Linked DNA regions of Ovis aries: region 2 is linked to region 1. Evidence: chromatin contacts called from public Hi-C data. All regions are on one chromosome and are shown on one strand. The core of a region is the stretch at or near the end of the contact, and the rest is flanking DNA. Distances in the headings are between cores, read along the strand shown. Region 1 holds the start of TSG101 (tumor susceptibility 101). Region 2 holds the start of HPS5 (HPS5 biogenesis of lysosomal organelles complex 2 subunit 2).

Region 1 (7,603 bases), core at 3,585-6,084:
TGTTCTTTAAGCCTAAGCAGAGATAAACATTCATCTGCAATATGCATCATTTAAAAGTTATGTATCCTCAATTAGCACATTCAGCACTTTGGGAATATTTTAAAAATCATAACTTTTTAAAAGAAAATTACCCTTTAACTGTTAAACGTCATAAGCTGAAGGCCCAGTATGTCTGTATTTAAAATCTGTGCTAGCTCTACATTCAAAGGATCCAGTTTATGCTATTTTCAGTTTTTCTTTAAAATAATGTTGGTAAAAAACATAATAATAATAAAGGGGTTTGTTTTCCCTCTTCAAATTAATTAGCTACCAAAAAAATGGAAAAGAAGTGTGCACATACTTTTCTTTGTACACATACTTTAATATAGTAAAAAGGAAAACGCAGTTTTTAAATATATGAACAAGAAGTGTAGTTTAATATCCAGCAGGACTGTCCTTTCTGCAATTTTCTGTCATCTCTTCTGGGCTATATAAGATTTCAAGCATCTTAAAGAACACACCGTGCCATAAGTAGAACCATAGAGACATGCATATTTTTAGTGGAAATAGGTTATGAATGAAAGCCAGGCATTTACTTTAATATATGAGGGTTTCGTAAAGGCATTGGTCTTAATGGGGAGAGACTGATTGAATGGGCTGATTGTTCTGAGCATATTCTTTAACTACTGAAGAAATGATTCATGGTACATCCTTTAACTACTCCTGAAGAAATGATGCAGGGTGCACCATTATGCACCCTGAATGGGTGATGGGTCAATAACATCTTCATATGTGAAAGACAGCATATTATTAGGAATGTGACACATAACTAATAGCAGCGCCTAGCATCAACACTTCCAATATTTCAGGCAGTGTCATAAGCACTTTATTGTTTTATTCCTCAGGGCCATTTATTAATCCTCACAGTAACCCACTGAGGTAGAGACTATTATCATCATTTTGTAGAGGAGGAAATTGAGGTTTAATGCCCAAAATCTCATGACTAAGGGACACTTATCCATACCACCTCTACTTTTTCTAAACTCTAGAAGAGGAAAAAGGCCTAAGAGTCAAAATAGTTACCACAAGACCATAAAGCTGGGGTCTGTACTCTGATACTCTCATGTAGGGGCTTTTTTTTCTTCAACATATTTTTTAGAAACACTGATTCTTTGACTTAGTAAATTCCTTAGTAAATAGCTTGGTGGGGGGTGGAGGGTGGGGGGCGAACTGTATGCACTGAAGTAGATATTTAGTTATTTAGTCATTGAGATAGTCTAGACTTGGAGCCTGCTATGCACCAGGTGCCATATTAGGCACCGCAGATACAATGGTGAACAAACCCTGGACTAGGTACAGGCTCCCATGGTGCTTATAATCTAGTGCAGGGACAAACCTCACAAATAAATGTACAATTCCAAGTGTGGTACTGTCATATGAAGAAGTCCCAGGTGCTTTGAAAGCATATTATAGGTGAACCTAAACCTGGTCAGTGAGATGGGAGCCAATGGATTATAAGAGCAGATACATTTTAGGCAGAGAGGAAGTAGTTAAACTCATGCTGATTTAGCATAATAATGGATGCTTATAATGATGAGCTTAAATCATAAAGGAAAGGTGAATTTATTCAATGTTCCATGTTTAAGAAAAAAGAAAAGTATTTAATATGCTTGGAAAGGTGTAAAAACTTTGGACATTTGAAGAAATGAACATTAGTTCTGTGTAATTTCACTACATGAATAGGTTATTTTGGTGTTAACTGTAACGGTGTATCCTCACTGTCCTTCCGTATGAACTAGGAAAGTAAAACTAAAAGCACCGTTGGCTTGTGTTTTTATCCTAGCCTTTTCTAATATCAGATACCTAATTATGCTCTTGAACAATAACCTAATTACAAGATACTGTATAAATAGAGGAATTGCTAAGAATTAACTGCATTATAAAAAGAACATGTCAGTACAATATTTACTGACTGTACTGTTATTCCAAGAACTGTGTTAGAATGAGTAGTCAAAGGTGAATAACAACAAATTGGGGGGATGGGATGGGGGAGGGAATAAAGCAAAAAAAAAAAAGGATGAATAGTTATAGTCCTTGCCCTACGGAAACCCACAATATAGAAATAATTCTATCACATATTTTCTTGAGTGTTGAGTATTATAAATCACATATAAGTTAAGAAGTAGTACCACCACCATCTCAGTGTGAATTGGTGATAATTTGACATTCATGATGGTTTCTATTAACCTTCATTTTTTTTTTCATCTTTCCAAAATCATGCATTCCCTCTACTTGTTATGGTTTTTAATGGGGCTTGGATTAAAATGCTTCTTTGATATTATAACAGAGATAAATATTTTCCAACTTACATTGTATCAAATAATTATTCTTAAATATCAAGAATAATGAATAAAATAAATTTTGACTTGAAAATTACCAGGAGATTCCTAATTTATTGAGTGGAAGGAAATTTATTCGGATCGAAGAGAAAGATTCTTTCATATGATTCATAAGTCCTCAGGATATTTAGTTACTCCATTTTAAGTGGCTTAACTGCAAAATGAAGAGAATGTATTTTGTTATTTTCAAAATTTTAAAAATTATTTTTAACAAAACCTTTTGAAAAATATATAACCTACATTCTTCCAATTGATAAAAGCAGAGTTGCTCTAATTGAAGGTGCTTCTGGCTAATAAGCTGTGTCTTTAAGAATAGCTTGAAAACCATATATTTTTAAGTGACAAAGAAGAGGTACAGGGAAGGACAGACTGTCCTATAGTTTGGTTTGACTGAAGCTGTATGCTTAACTAGTATATAGTGTCCAAAGAAAGATACCTATTAGAATAGAATATTTTATGTGTGTGTGTTGGCAACAATATGTAATGATGCTTCCACATATCTTCATTTAGGCCTTCTTCATGTGACCTTCATTTAGATGCCAATTTAGAAGAGAATTAATACTACAGCCTGTTCCTCAGTACCACGATGCTAAAATTATCCAAATAATCATACTTCACACCCCCTCAAATCCAAGTGCCCTGAATGGCATGGTACTTACAAAACCGGTAGTGAGGTGTTTGACTAATGTATAATGACTTTTATATATGTGTATATATATATATGTGTATATATATATACACTTATGTATAATGACTAATATAAATGACCATGAGGAGCTTTTATGGGTAGTAGAAATTCAGTTAAGAGTACCTATTGGGCGCGCACGCCATGTGTACCAACTGCTTGGGACCGTGCCCGGTGAGACCCGAAGGCCTGCAGTTTGGCCAGCCATATTCCTCTCTGCGGCACCCACTGGGGAAGACATATAAGAAATTTGCATAAGATAGCTGTTCAGAATGGAGCTGGAGGAGGCTTATTTGTGCACAGAGATACTCCTGAGAATAACCCAGAAACTCCATTTGATTTCACACCAGAGGATAGAGGCCGTTGTGAAAAACTACCCAGAAGGGCATAAGGCAGCAGCTGTGCTTCCAGTTCTGGATTTATCCCAGAGACAGGATGTATGGCTGCCCATCTCTGCTATGAACAATGCTGAAGAAATTTTACAAGTACCTCCAGTGAGAGTGTCTGAAGTATCAACTTTTTATACAATGTATAATCGAAAGCCAGTTGTAACACATTCAAGTCTGTGCTGAACTCCGACTGCATACTGGAGGCCATTCAGAAAAAGACTTGGAATAAAGGTTGGAGACTACACCTGACAAACTTTTCCCTCTTATAGAAGTGGAGTGTTTAGGGGCCTGTGTAAATGTACCAGTGGTTCAAATAAATGGCAACTACTATGAGGATCTGACACCTAAGGATATTAAAGAAATTATTGATGAACTCAAGGCTGGCAAAATCCCAAAACCTGGGCCAAGGAGTGGACACTTCTGTGAGCCAGCTCGAGGTCTTACCTCTTTGACTGAACCACCAAAAGGACCTGGGTTTGGTGTGCAAGCAGGCCTTTAATTTATATTCAACTGTAAATATGTCAGTGGAGAAATAAAATATGAATCTCTTATCTACCTAAACTTTTTATATTACGTGTTCATTTCCATCTGTGTACACCTTGCTTGTAACCTAGCAACTTAACAGCTGTTAAGTATCATGTCAGAACTTCAGAGCACCATTTTCAACTGCTTGTTCACTTTTTCAATATTAGGGTGCTGTGAAATAAAAATTCTGTCAGATTTCAAACAACAACCAAAAAAAAGAGTACCTACTCTTGCACTGTGCAAAACCATGAGGATCTGAAGCTGAGCCTGATTTCAAAGACTTGGATTTTTATAGTGGACAGGCTAGTACACACACCAAGTCCAAGGAAGAAGTTAGCCTGTATTATCATTCATGTCGGGCACAGTGGAGTTCTGACCTAAGTGAATGGTCTCTTGTAAAGAAATTACTGCCTGGCTTCCTGTGAAATGAGAGCTCTGCACTTTGCCCTTGTGAATGTAATATGAAGCTTAATGAAAAACAACCTGACAACCAGAGACACCCTGGGCATCGCCTAATCCAAGCCTTTCCTCTGAGTTGGAAAAAAGCCTCGAGCAAGCCTTGCACTTGCCTGCAATTATCAGAAGGGTAAGTCAGTGGCAGAACACTTTTCTGACTCCAGTCCAGTCTTCCCACTTGACGCATCAGTCATTAAAGCTCACTGGAAAGGTACTCCTACTTCTTACCCTCCCTGCACCTGCTCTTTTAGTGTGAGGGCAACTGTGAAAGAGCTGCCGATCTCATTATCCCGGCTCAGCAATTCCACCCTCGGAACGGGTTTCCCTGGAGCTGACCTAGGCCGTCAACCCCTACCCACCGCCGACCTCGGAAGTGACGTAAGGGAAGCGGAAGTGCTGGCGTGGAGGCCGATTTCCTGTTGCTAGAGGCGGGGGGGTGGGGGGCTGGCTCGTCTGTGTGCGGTTGTGTGGGGCGGCCTGGGGCGGCCCCGGAGCGGCTGACCCTCTGCCTGCGGGGACCGGAGTCGCGAGGCGGCCGCCATGGCGGGGTCGGAGAGCCAGCTCAAGAAAATGGTGTCCAAGGTGAGGCTGCGGCGCGCCCTCTCGGCGCACACCCACCACTCCCCCCCGCGCCGCCAGGGCCTGCCGGACCAGCCCAGCGAGCCCCCCAGGCGGGCCCGAAGCCCCGGGCTTCCCCCGGCCGCCTCTGCCGCCGCCCGCGCCAGGATGCCTGTCTCCCGGGGCCGGAGTCCCTGGGCCGGAGCCGGCGGGGGGCGGCGACGGTCAACAATGGAGCGGAGCCGAGGCCGCCTGCCACCTGCCGCCCGCCCTCTTTTCGGGGAGAGAGAGTTTGGAGCGGTCTGTGGGGCAGCATAGTTTTCATCAACACAAGGAGGGGGTTGTACTTAAAACTCGGGCTTGGGCAACCCCGCCCCTCCTGTCCCAGTGCAGGGCTCCTCATTCTTCATTCGCCCTTCCCTCCCGGCTTCCTGAGGTGGTGTCCTTTTCAGATTGTATTCTTCACGCAGCTCAATAGCCCACCCCGCGGGAAATCGTAACTGTTGGTTGAATTGGCTCAATTATGAATAGAAACGTCCTGAGAAGCTCATTACCTCGGGTGAAATAGAATTCCATTACCATTCCAGGGTCTTTGATTTGCTCAGAGTGACTCCCTTTTAATTGTATGCTGCTTATAAAGCCAGTTGATTTACTTTGAAATTTTTAATCTAAACAGTTCAGGACCGGTGTGGGTTTGCTTTCTGGTTTTTCTCCTTTTTTAAAAAAGTTGTATTTTTCAGTTGTATTTAAAGCCGTGAATTATTTTAACAACTACTTAAAATATGGCACCTGATACCGGAGTGAATTGGGTGCTTTTTGGTTTGTTTGTTGTTTTGTGGGTTTTTTTTTTTCAATTTATCAAAGCTAATTAATGGGAATAAGATGTATGTGAAATGGTTGAGAGTTGAATATTCTCCAGTTAAACAGGTTTACCTTTAGATACTTTTGTTAAAATAAGAATGGTAGAAAGTGAAGTAGTTTAAAACAGTTTTCCGTATTATTAAAACACATTATTATATGTAAACTTATTTCTTAGAAAAATAGACTTTTTTGCCCAGTAAAATCATCCCTATAGTCTTTGATTGAAGAGCAAATAATCTCTAAGGAGAAATTAATGATTTTTGAAATAAAGCTACTCTTTGATTTTTCTAATCATATCTTAGAGGCTTTTGATTTTCTTTCTTTTTTTCTAATTAAAATATAGTTGATTTTCTTTTGATAGAGTAAACTTATCTTTAATTGCAGAAGTTTTAGGGAGCCTTAGAAAACTGTGGCCTGAATGTTGTAGCATTTAGTTTTTCAAAGTACATTATTTTATATACTATGTAACTGAAGGGTGTCTGTTCCATAGCATTTATAAAAATCTTTTAATTGATTACATTGTCCTTAAAGTTTTATTCCTTCATGTATGTGTATGAAAGTACCTATATATAAGGACAAGAATATTCAAATATTGGTTTGGAATTGTAGAAACCATAATCAAGTTTCCTAAACTTTCTGTTGAGGAACCTGCCTTCGAAGACAGAGGCAGGACATCTTTAAAAGATATTTTATACCTACACCTGCCATCTCCTCCCTCCATCCTCTTTATATCCTAAGAGCAGAGAAGGACATAGTTTGGTGGAAACCAGCACAATACTGTAAAGCAATTATCCTTCAATTAAAAATAAATATTTTTTTAATAAAAATGGACATAGAGCAGAGGTGGGAGAGAACATTTGTCTTTCATCTGGTTCTTGACCCAATGCCTGAAAAATTGAGTCTCTTACAAGTGGTGATGTCACTTCTGATTACTGGCATCTTTTCTATCCAGCTTGTTAATAGATAGATATGTAGGAATAGTAAGTAGGATAATAGAAGCTATTTGTGGAGTTTTTTCCTTCTGGTGGAGGATTAGCTTCAGTTGTTATCCTTTCAGGTAGATGTGGCCCAATGAAAGAACTGGTAGCCAGGACCTGGGACACATTGCTAGGGTGATGGTCCTTTACTCTTATCTGATTGTGGGACTTCCATCACCCATCATATTACTTTGGGCTACCTGCTTTGACATATGTTTTTTGAAGTATAATTGACATACAACATTATATTATCTTTTTATATATTACTACAGTTATTTTTTTCCTTAGAGCAACTTTTAGCTTCCAACTTAAATATAGCTTTTAGCTGAACATCCTTTTCTGTCATCATCTTTGTAATTAAGAGAGGTATATCTATTGTTGGTCCATCTTGCTTTACACAAATTATTTAGATTTTTCATACAGACAGCTATCTGTATTCTTTCATGCTGTATGTAACAGCATTCCTATTGGTGGCTGCTGCTGCTAAGTCACTTCAGTTGTGTCCGACTCTGCGACTCCATAGACGGCAGCCCACCAGGCTCCACTGTCCCTGGGATTCTCCAGGCAAGAACACTGGAGTGGATTGCCATTTCCTTCTCCAGTGCGTGAAAGTGAAAAGTGAAAGTGAAGTCGCCCAGTCCTGTCAGACTCTTTGTGACCCCATGAACAGCAGCCTGTCAGGCTCCTCCGTCCATGGGATTTTCCAGAGTGGAGTCACTGCCAACTAGTTAGGAGAGAGCTGATACATTAACATTACATTGTAATGCACTTCAC
Region 2 (7,603 bases), core at 2,537-5,036, 160 kb after region 1:
TCCAAGAGTTGATGATCTATCAAACTATATTTATAAGCAACATGGGAAAATGTTACAGGTGGTTACTGTGGGTAAGAATTAAAACAACTGTTATCTTCAAGTTTTGTAATATGCATATTATTTTTATTTAGTATTAAAATTTTAACTTATAGTAATTTTATAACATCTATGGAAACATTAAATATTTTTACATTAATATTGTAGCATAAATTATTACAAAATTTTTAAAAACTTATCTATACTTTGTAAAATTAAACTGCATACCACAGGAACCATGTTTTAGGAAACATGAATTAAAATCTGAGAAAGACAGATGGGGAGGGTGTGTGGAGGGGGATAAGCAAATAATGACAGGATAATTTCAAGTATGTCCATGTATGGAGGAAAAGCAAGGACAGCTGGTAGAGAAAGTCCCCAATTAACTGGGCTTACAGGCACAAATAAAAGTATTAGCTTTGGAAAAGAACAGGAAAACTTTTCTGAGATGGGACGGTAAGGAAGAAAGATGAATGAAGACAGAGGAACCGTAGAGCAGAGGATAAATTAGATTAATAGAACTATTAGTTGGCTACTTTAAATCAATTTGGAAAAACAAAAGGTAAAGCCATTCATATTAAAATCCATTTAGAGAGAACTTTAAAAATGAAGACAAGTTACTGAACACTGGGAATAACTAGCTGACTGTCTTACAGATAACTTGCTTGGCAAATTTCCCTGCTCAACTGCAGCACCTCTGTTAACTACAGAAGGACCAGTTTTAGGAAGTTTAACAGAATCAGTGGTACCATCCTGCAATGGCATCTAAGATTTCTAGATTTTTCTTGAAGGGGGCTCCTTGGGGAAGCAAAAAATTCTTTCTAGCAGAACTCTGTAAGAGCCACAGAATATTTTGTTTAGGAAAAATACTGATGCGGTTACATTTAAATAAAGCGGCTTGATGAAGATCTAGCTTTACTTAAAAGATTACTTTATGAAATAATCTGCCACAAGACTTACTTTAAATAGCAAAATCCTCCAGCAAAGGCATTAATTCACTTGCAGTTAAATATTTACTTGCACTGAGCCTTGACACAGTCTCCTCCCTTTCCATCAACTTGCTTGTACTCATTTTTTGGTCTCCTCCAAGTTTCAAAGTCACCAGGCAAGGTTTCCTGTTCTTCTCTTTACAGCACTTCTCACTACTGTAATTAATTTTTAAAGTAACTCTTTAACGTATGTCTCCTGGCAAGACTGCAAGCTTCACAAAGTAGGGCAGAGGCTGCATATGTTGTTCATGGCAATACAGAGCCCAGCAGCATATTTAAGCCCGAGGGAACAGTCCAATAAGCACCTGTGACATCTATGCAAGATCTCTGCTGTTCAAAGAATACAACCTCGGTTAAGAAACAAGAAACCTTTGTACATACATTCTGGACTAAACTTCAGGAACTCAATTCACAGATCACAGTACCATTCCTCACAGATTCCAATAACTGGCTTATAAGTAAACAGGGCTAAGAATAATTTGAAACTATTTGGCAGAAATCTTTAACTTTCCATTTCCTACATCCTGTATCTCTGCATTTCCATTCCCTTTCCAACGTGAGAGATAAATGGTGCAGGAAAACAAAACAGAAGACACATGAAATAAATTCCGTATCACTCTCTAAAACGAGGATTATTATTAGAGAAAGCGCTTCTGTGTCTGCCAGCATACAAAATGGAGATCTGGAATGCTGCTTGCTGTCAGGCAATCCTAAAAAATGTTAACAATTCAGCACTACAGGGAATAAATCTTGGAAGTATGTACAGAGTGACCAAAATGTACTGTTATAAGGATCGTCACATATGTAAGGAGGGCATTAAATGGATAAACTGAGGTAGCAATTTTAAGACCAAGCACTTTTTCATTTTACAGCAGTGCAGGGAAAGGGAGGAGGAGGAAATGCCACAGATATGCAAGACAGAAGGAAGTGAAGGCTTGTATTCACTGATAAAATTCTGCATGCCAAAAGCAGGATACCAACAGCGAGAGGACAGCAATCAGCTGGTAATCAAAGTGCAGAAAGGAGGAAAGAACTAAAGACACTTCCAGTAGCAGTATCCATGAAGTAGACACAGTGGGCAAAATGCTTGGAAAGCTCAAGGTACACCTGACAACTTCTGACGGTGAGGGGAAAACCAGCAGCACAGAAAAGCAGGGCTAAAAGATGTACAGACAGACCATCAGGAAGAAGATGTAAGCCTTTAGAGCAGGAGGTATAGGAAGCAGCCACAACTGACTGAAGCTGATCGTCTGGTGCACTGTTTTTAACCGATTCCTCTCTTTGCATCAACCTTCCTGGTATTTTTAAGCAGCTCTCTCTGCATTTGTGTGATTTTTTTTTTTTTTCCCACATGAGCACTGCCATATCTATTTATTATTAGTACCACCCAGAAGAGACTCAAATCTTTCAATCTGCTGCACTGCTAAGTGTTGGCTGAGTGAGAGTAGCAGAACAGGTTTAATGGCTCCAAATTACCTCTCCCTTTTTTCCAAACCAGGGATTTTGGTCAGCTAAAAGGCACAAAGTTCCTTCTAGAGCCTAGTCCTTTTGTATGCCAAAACCCTGATACTAGAGGTTACCCTCCCCTCTGCTGTGACCTCTTCATTTCATTTTTCTACCTTTGATTTTTCAAAATCTACCTTAGGGTTGGCAACCTTGCTTTAGTTACCAAAGTCGAGTTCAGTGATTTTCAAACTGTGTTCCAAGAGGGGAGGCTGAGGGCTCCCAAATGCAATTCCACCATGGCATGCTGCTTTATATGTCTGGGGTTTCTGGTAAGAATTCACTAGGAAAAATTGTTCCACTTCCTTATGGAGTCAGTACTTACGGCAAAGTATACTTTAAACCACACAGTTTCGGTATGTTTTTAAAACTGGGTCTGCTAATGGGCAAAAGGTTAAGTTTTTATCTCTTTCCTCCCGTCACACCTCCCCCTCCTGCCGCCTTTTTATAGACCCTAAAACAGGCGTTTAAGAGTCAACCGAAAACACTTCCTTACATAATTTAGCCTTTGAGAATTTCTAAAATAATTATATATTTCCATGTGTTGGTGCTTAAACATGATCAAGTCGGGCAAAGATCAAAACTTGGTGTGTGAGTGGCGGGGGTGGGGTGAACTGGCACACGTGTTAAGTTCGTTTTAAGAGGGACAGGATTGACAAGCGAAGCAAAAGGTGTGTGGAACTAAGATGAAAGCTTTTCCCTTACAGAAACCGAAAGACTCAATAGCACGTTTTCTAACGGGAAGAGCTCCTCAGAGAGAGAGAGGCTTCCACGTCCTTCACCCTCATGAGCCAAGTCTCATCCCAGCTTCGGGTACATCTTTGAGTCCCTGCTTTCAGTGGAGGAGTTGGCTTCCTATAGACAAGCAGATTAGGGGTCGCCTCTTCCTCTCTTCAGAAAAATAAACGGCCAACCGAGACAGCAGAATTGGGAACTGCAGCAACGGCGACAGGGATACAGGAAAAAGGGGCAGATTCCGTGCCGTCCTGCGGCCCCCAGGCCTGTCAGCTCATCACCCACCAGTCCACCCCCATTTTTCGGTCTAAACTTACCAGGTGGGAGACGGCCCTGGGCAGGGACTAAGTTACTGCGCTGTGTCGAGTCGAGTTCCGCTGGGCTTCTCAGAGACGCTGCGGGAAAGAGGCTGAAACCCAGTAGCCGCCGCCACCGCCACCGCCTCTGTTACTAGGGGGTCTCGCCTCCATCGCTGGCTGCGAGAACTCTGAGGGCACGTGACCGGAAGTACGAAGGCGGGCCTGAGGGGCACGTGACCCCAGAGCACGGCCGCCATGACACCTTCCGCTAGTTCCCTCCCTCCTCCGCCGGTGCCCGCCTGTTTCATTTCCTCTCGCCGGCTTTAAGCGGTGAAAGGTCCCAGGAACTTGGCTGTCTCACCCCTTTGGCCTAGAGCTCCTCCGGTCCCGTTCGGCGCTGCGTCTTCGGCCGGCAGCGGGCAGGCCGCAGAGAGCGTAATCGCGACCGCGGCCGAAGGGGGAGGGACCACGCGCAAGCAGGGCGTAACCCGTCACGTGACGAGGAAGTACCGTTAACAGCTTTGTCCCGGCGTCCCCGGCGCTCCGGGATGACGTAAGCCTGGGCGGGGAGGAGTAGGAGGGAAGACTGAAGCTCAGGTGCGGCTCTTAGCGCGCGGTGAGTGTGCGGGCGCCTAGCCGGGAGAGAGGCTGTGACCCACAGAAAGTTGGGGGCTGCCTGCCTAGAGGTGGTAGAGAGGGGCTGAGACTTACAGGCTGTGAGCCTGGCTTTGAAAACTTGATTACCGCCTCTTCTTTCAAGAGATCTGAATGTAGTATTAAAGTTAACTGCTAAGTTAGGAGTTCGCTAGGCAGGGAGCTTGTGGTCAGATGTCTGCAAAGATGCGTGCAAGACGTTGAGTGCATGAGTGAGTGAGTCGCCATTTCTTGGTCTAAGGTAGAGAGGAGTTCTCTATTACTTGAGTAGTAGTTGTTGAGTCACTCAGTCGTGTCCGACTTTGCGACCCCATGGGCTGCAACATGCCAGGCTTCGCTGTCCTCCACTTTGTCCCAGAGTTAGCTCAAATTCATGTCCATGGAGTCGGTGATGCTATCCAACCTTCTCATCCTCTGTCTCCCCCCTTCTCCTGCCCTCAGTCTTTCCCAGTATCAGAGTCCTTTCCAAAGAGTTGGCTCTTTGCATCTTGTGGCCAAAGTATTGGAGCTTCAGCTTCAGCATCACTCCTTCTAATGAATATTCAGGGTTGATTTCCTTTAGGATTGACTGGTTTGATCTGGCTGTCCAGTGGACTCTCAAAGAGTGTTTTCCAGCACCGCAGTTCGAAAGGCATCGATTCTTTGGCGTTCAGCCTTCTTTATAGAAAGATCCCATTATGAGGAAATCCCCAACCTCCCTTTGGCATAATATCTTTAATTTTTCTTCCTTTTCCTTCTCTCTTGCCTTTTCTTCCTTCCTCGCATCTAGTGGGGAAAAGAGAACGCTGTGATTTGCGTTGGGTGTTTGCGCAGCAAACACTGGTTCAGTAAAATGAGTACTAGGCCAAGAGAAAAACCTTTTTTTGATCCTACTGCTTTTTATGTTGCCATCAAGGAATATGGGAAATGGAAAGGTAATTAGATTTGGACTCAAGATTAGTGGATTTTAGTTTCACCTCGGCTTATGAGCTCTGTGACCTTTAGTAAACCAGCTCTTCAAAAGGTTTTTTCATTGACTTTGGTAAGCATTTATGGCCACCCTCTGTTTGCTTAGTGTTTTGCTAGGCTAACTGTGACAGAAGTAATAGTTAAACTCAGTTTTGTGGAGAGACCGGTTTTTCTTATCTGGAGGAAGATTCCAGAAACAGCATATATTAAACCATGGATGCATAGAAGGTTTATATAGAATGAAAGATTTGTACAGAGATTCTTGTTAAATATTTACTTAAAAGTCTTGAATGCATATATGTGTATGACTAAGTCATTTTGCTGTACACTTGAAACTAACACAGCATTGTAATTTAACTATATGTACCTCAATAAAAAATCTTGTTCAGTAAAATTTCAAACACAGACAGACAGAATAGTACAATGAACCCTCATGTATACCTAACCAAACTTTAACAAGTATCAACATTCTACTGTTCTAGTTTGAACAGCTTAAAAATTTCAGGGTACTTTTTATATCCATTGTTGAATTTGATTAATAGCAGCTTTCAATTTGAGCTCATTTCTACTGTATCTAGGTACTAAGTTGTCTCCAACTCTTTCGTGACTCCATGGATTACAGCTCCCCAAGCGCTTCTATTTGTGGGATTTCGCAGGCAAGAATATTGGAGTGGGTTGCCATTTCCTTCTCCAGGAGATCTTCCCAACCCAAGGATCGAATCTGTGTCTCCTGCATTGGCAGGCGTATTCTTTACCACTAAGTCACCAGGGAAGCCCAGGTACTAGCTAGGAAGATTATATTAATTTTTTTTGAAAATTTCTTTGGGTGTTAGTTAGCTTCTTTCTCTGTTGAATCAGAAGTGTGACATGGCTACTTTAAAAACATACCTGGAAAAAAACACACAAAAACTGCCTCTGATACTGATTTAGGACGTAATATAGAAACTTAGTGTCCAGGTCAAGGAAGTTAGTGTTTCTACTCTGTTCTGGTTATTAAGCTACTGAAGAGTTTTATGTTCAGTTCTGGATAGGACATGTTCAGGCAAACTAAAGGCCCTGTGTGGAAGGCTTATCAGAACTGAGAGGAATTTGGAAATTGTCAGGTCAGAATGAGTGAAGAACTGGTGTTGTTAAATTTTTAGAAGACCTCATGACATTTTTCAAATACTGAAGGACTGTTTTGTAAGGCGTAAACATTTCCTTGAGCTTCCCAGGTGGCACTCTTGGTAAAGAACCTGCCTATCAAAATGCAGGAGACACAGGTTTGATCCCTGGGTAAGGAAGATCCCCTGGAGGAGGGCATGCAACACACTCCAGTACTCTTGCCTGGAGAATCCCATGCACAGGAGAGCCTGGCCGGCTACAGTACATAGGGTTGCAATAAGTCAGACACGACTGAAGTGACTTAGCATGCATGCAGACATTTTCTTAAACTGTAGAAGCCACAGTTGGGAATAAAAGTTCAGGTTTCAGGTTTCAGCCCAGTAGTAAGGAAGTACCTTATAATGGTGTGAGCTGTGGAGGAGTGGACTGTGCAGCTTCATGAGAGGGAGCACTTCCTTTCCCTTCCTGAAAATGTTCAGGGATCCAGAACCTTAATTCAGATTAATTTTTGAATTATGTGGATGTGTGCAACGAGTTATCTATGAGTCTTCCACTTTGAGAATTATGAGAAGTGGGACTTATTCTGGACCTGAAAGCCTGGGAAGATTTTGGTAAGTAGGTCTGGGAGGTAAGGAGTCTTCAGAGATAGTAAGCGCAGTTCAGTTCAGTTCAGTCGCTCAGTCGTGTCTGACTCTCTGCGATCCCATGAATCACAGCACGCCAGGCCTCCCTGTCCATCACCAACTCCCGGAGTTCACTCAGACTCATGTCAATTGAGTCAGTGATGCCATCCAGCCATCTCATCCTCTGTCTTCCCCTTCTCCTCCTGCCCCCAATCCCTCCCAGCATCAGAGTCTTTTCCAGTGAGTCAACTCTTCACATGAGGTGGCCAAAGTACTGGAGTTTCAGCTTCAGCATCGTTCCCTCCAAAGAAATCCCAGGGCTAATCTCCTTCAGAATGGACTGGTTGAATCTCCTTGCAGTCCAAGGGACTCTCGAGAGTTCAAAAGCATCAATTCTTTGGTGCTCAGCTTTCTACACAGTCCAACTCTCATATCCATACATGACTACTGGAAAAACCATAGCCTTGACTTAGATGGACCTTTGTTGGCAAAGTAATGTCTCTGCTTTTCAATATGCTATCTAGGTTGCTCATAACTTTTCTTCCAAGGAGTAAGCACCTTTTAATTTCATGGCTGCACTCACCATCTGAAGTGATTTTGGAGCCCCTCAAAATAAAGTCTGATACTGTTTCCACTGTTTCCCCATCTGTTTCCCATGAAGTGATGGGACCAGATGCCATGATCTTCATTTTCTGAATGTTGAGCTTTAAGC

What was found. A called contact is a pair of places that touch in the nucleus more often than the background predicts.
Region 2: a Hi-C map of liver shows a contact between it and region 1, with 3 times the contacts expected there. The contact joins the promoter of HPS5 here to the promoter of TSG101 in region 1. A contact is called at or near these places in 3 of 16 Hi-C or Micro-C datasets (hypothalamus, liver and muscle).

What each region holds. Positions count from the first base shown.
Region 1 is chr21:23,733,498-23,741,100 of ARS-UI_Ramb_v3.0, forward strand. It overlaps TSG101 (tumor susceptibility 101), which reads left to right and starts at 4,835. Exons shown (of 10, transcript XM_004019463.5): 1 at 4,835-5,015. The coding sequence starts at 4,974. It overlaps UEVLD (UEV and lactate/malate dehyrogenase domains), which reads left to right. Exons shown (of 12, transcript XM_004019458.4): 12 at 1-2,415. It also overlaps the pseudogene LOC105604170.
Region 2 is chr21:23,897,412-23,905,014 of ARS-UI_Ramb_v3.0, forward strand. HPS5 (HPS5 biogenesis of lysosomal organelles complex 2 subunit 2) reads left to right here and starts at 3,787. Exons shown (of 24, transcript XM_060403992.1): 1 at 3,787-4,115. It overlaps GTF2H1 (general transcription factor IIH subunit 1), which reads right to left and starts at 3,752. Exons shown (of 16, transcript XM_042238001.1): 1 at 3,581-3,752.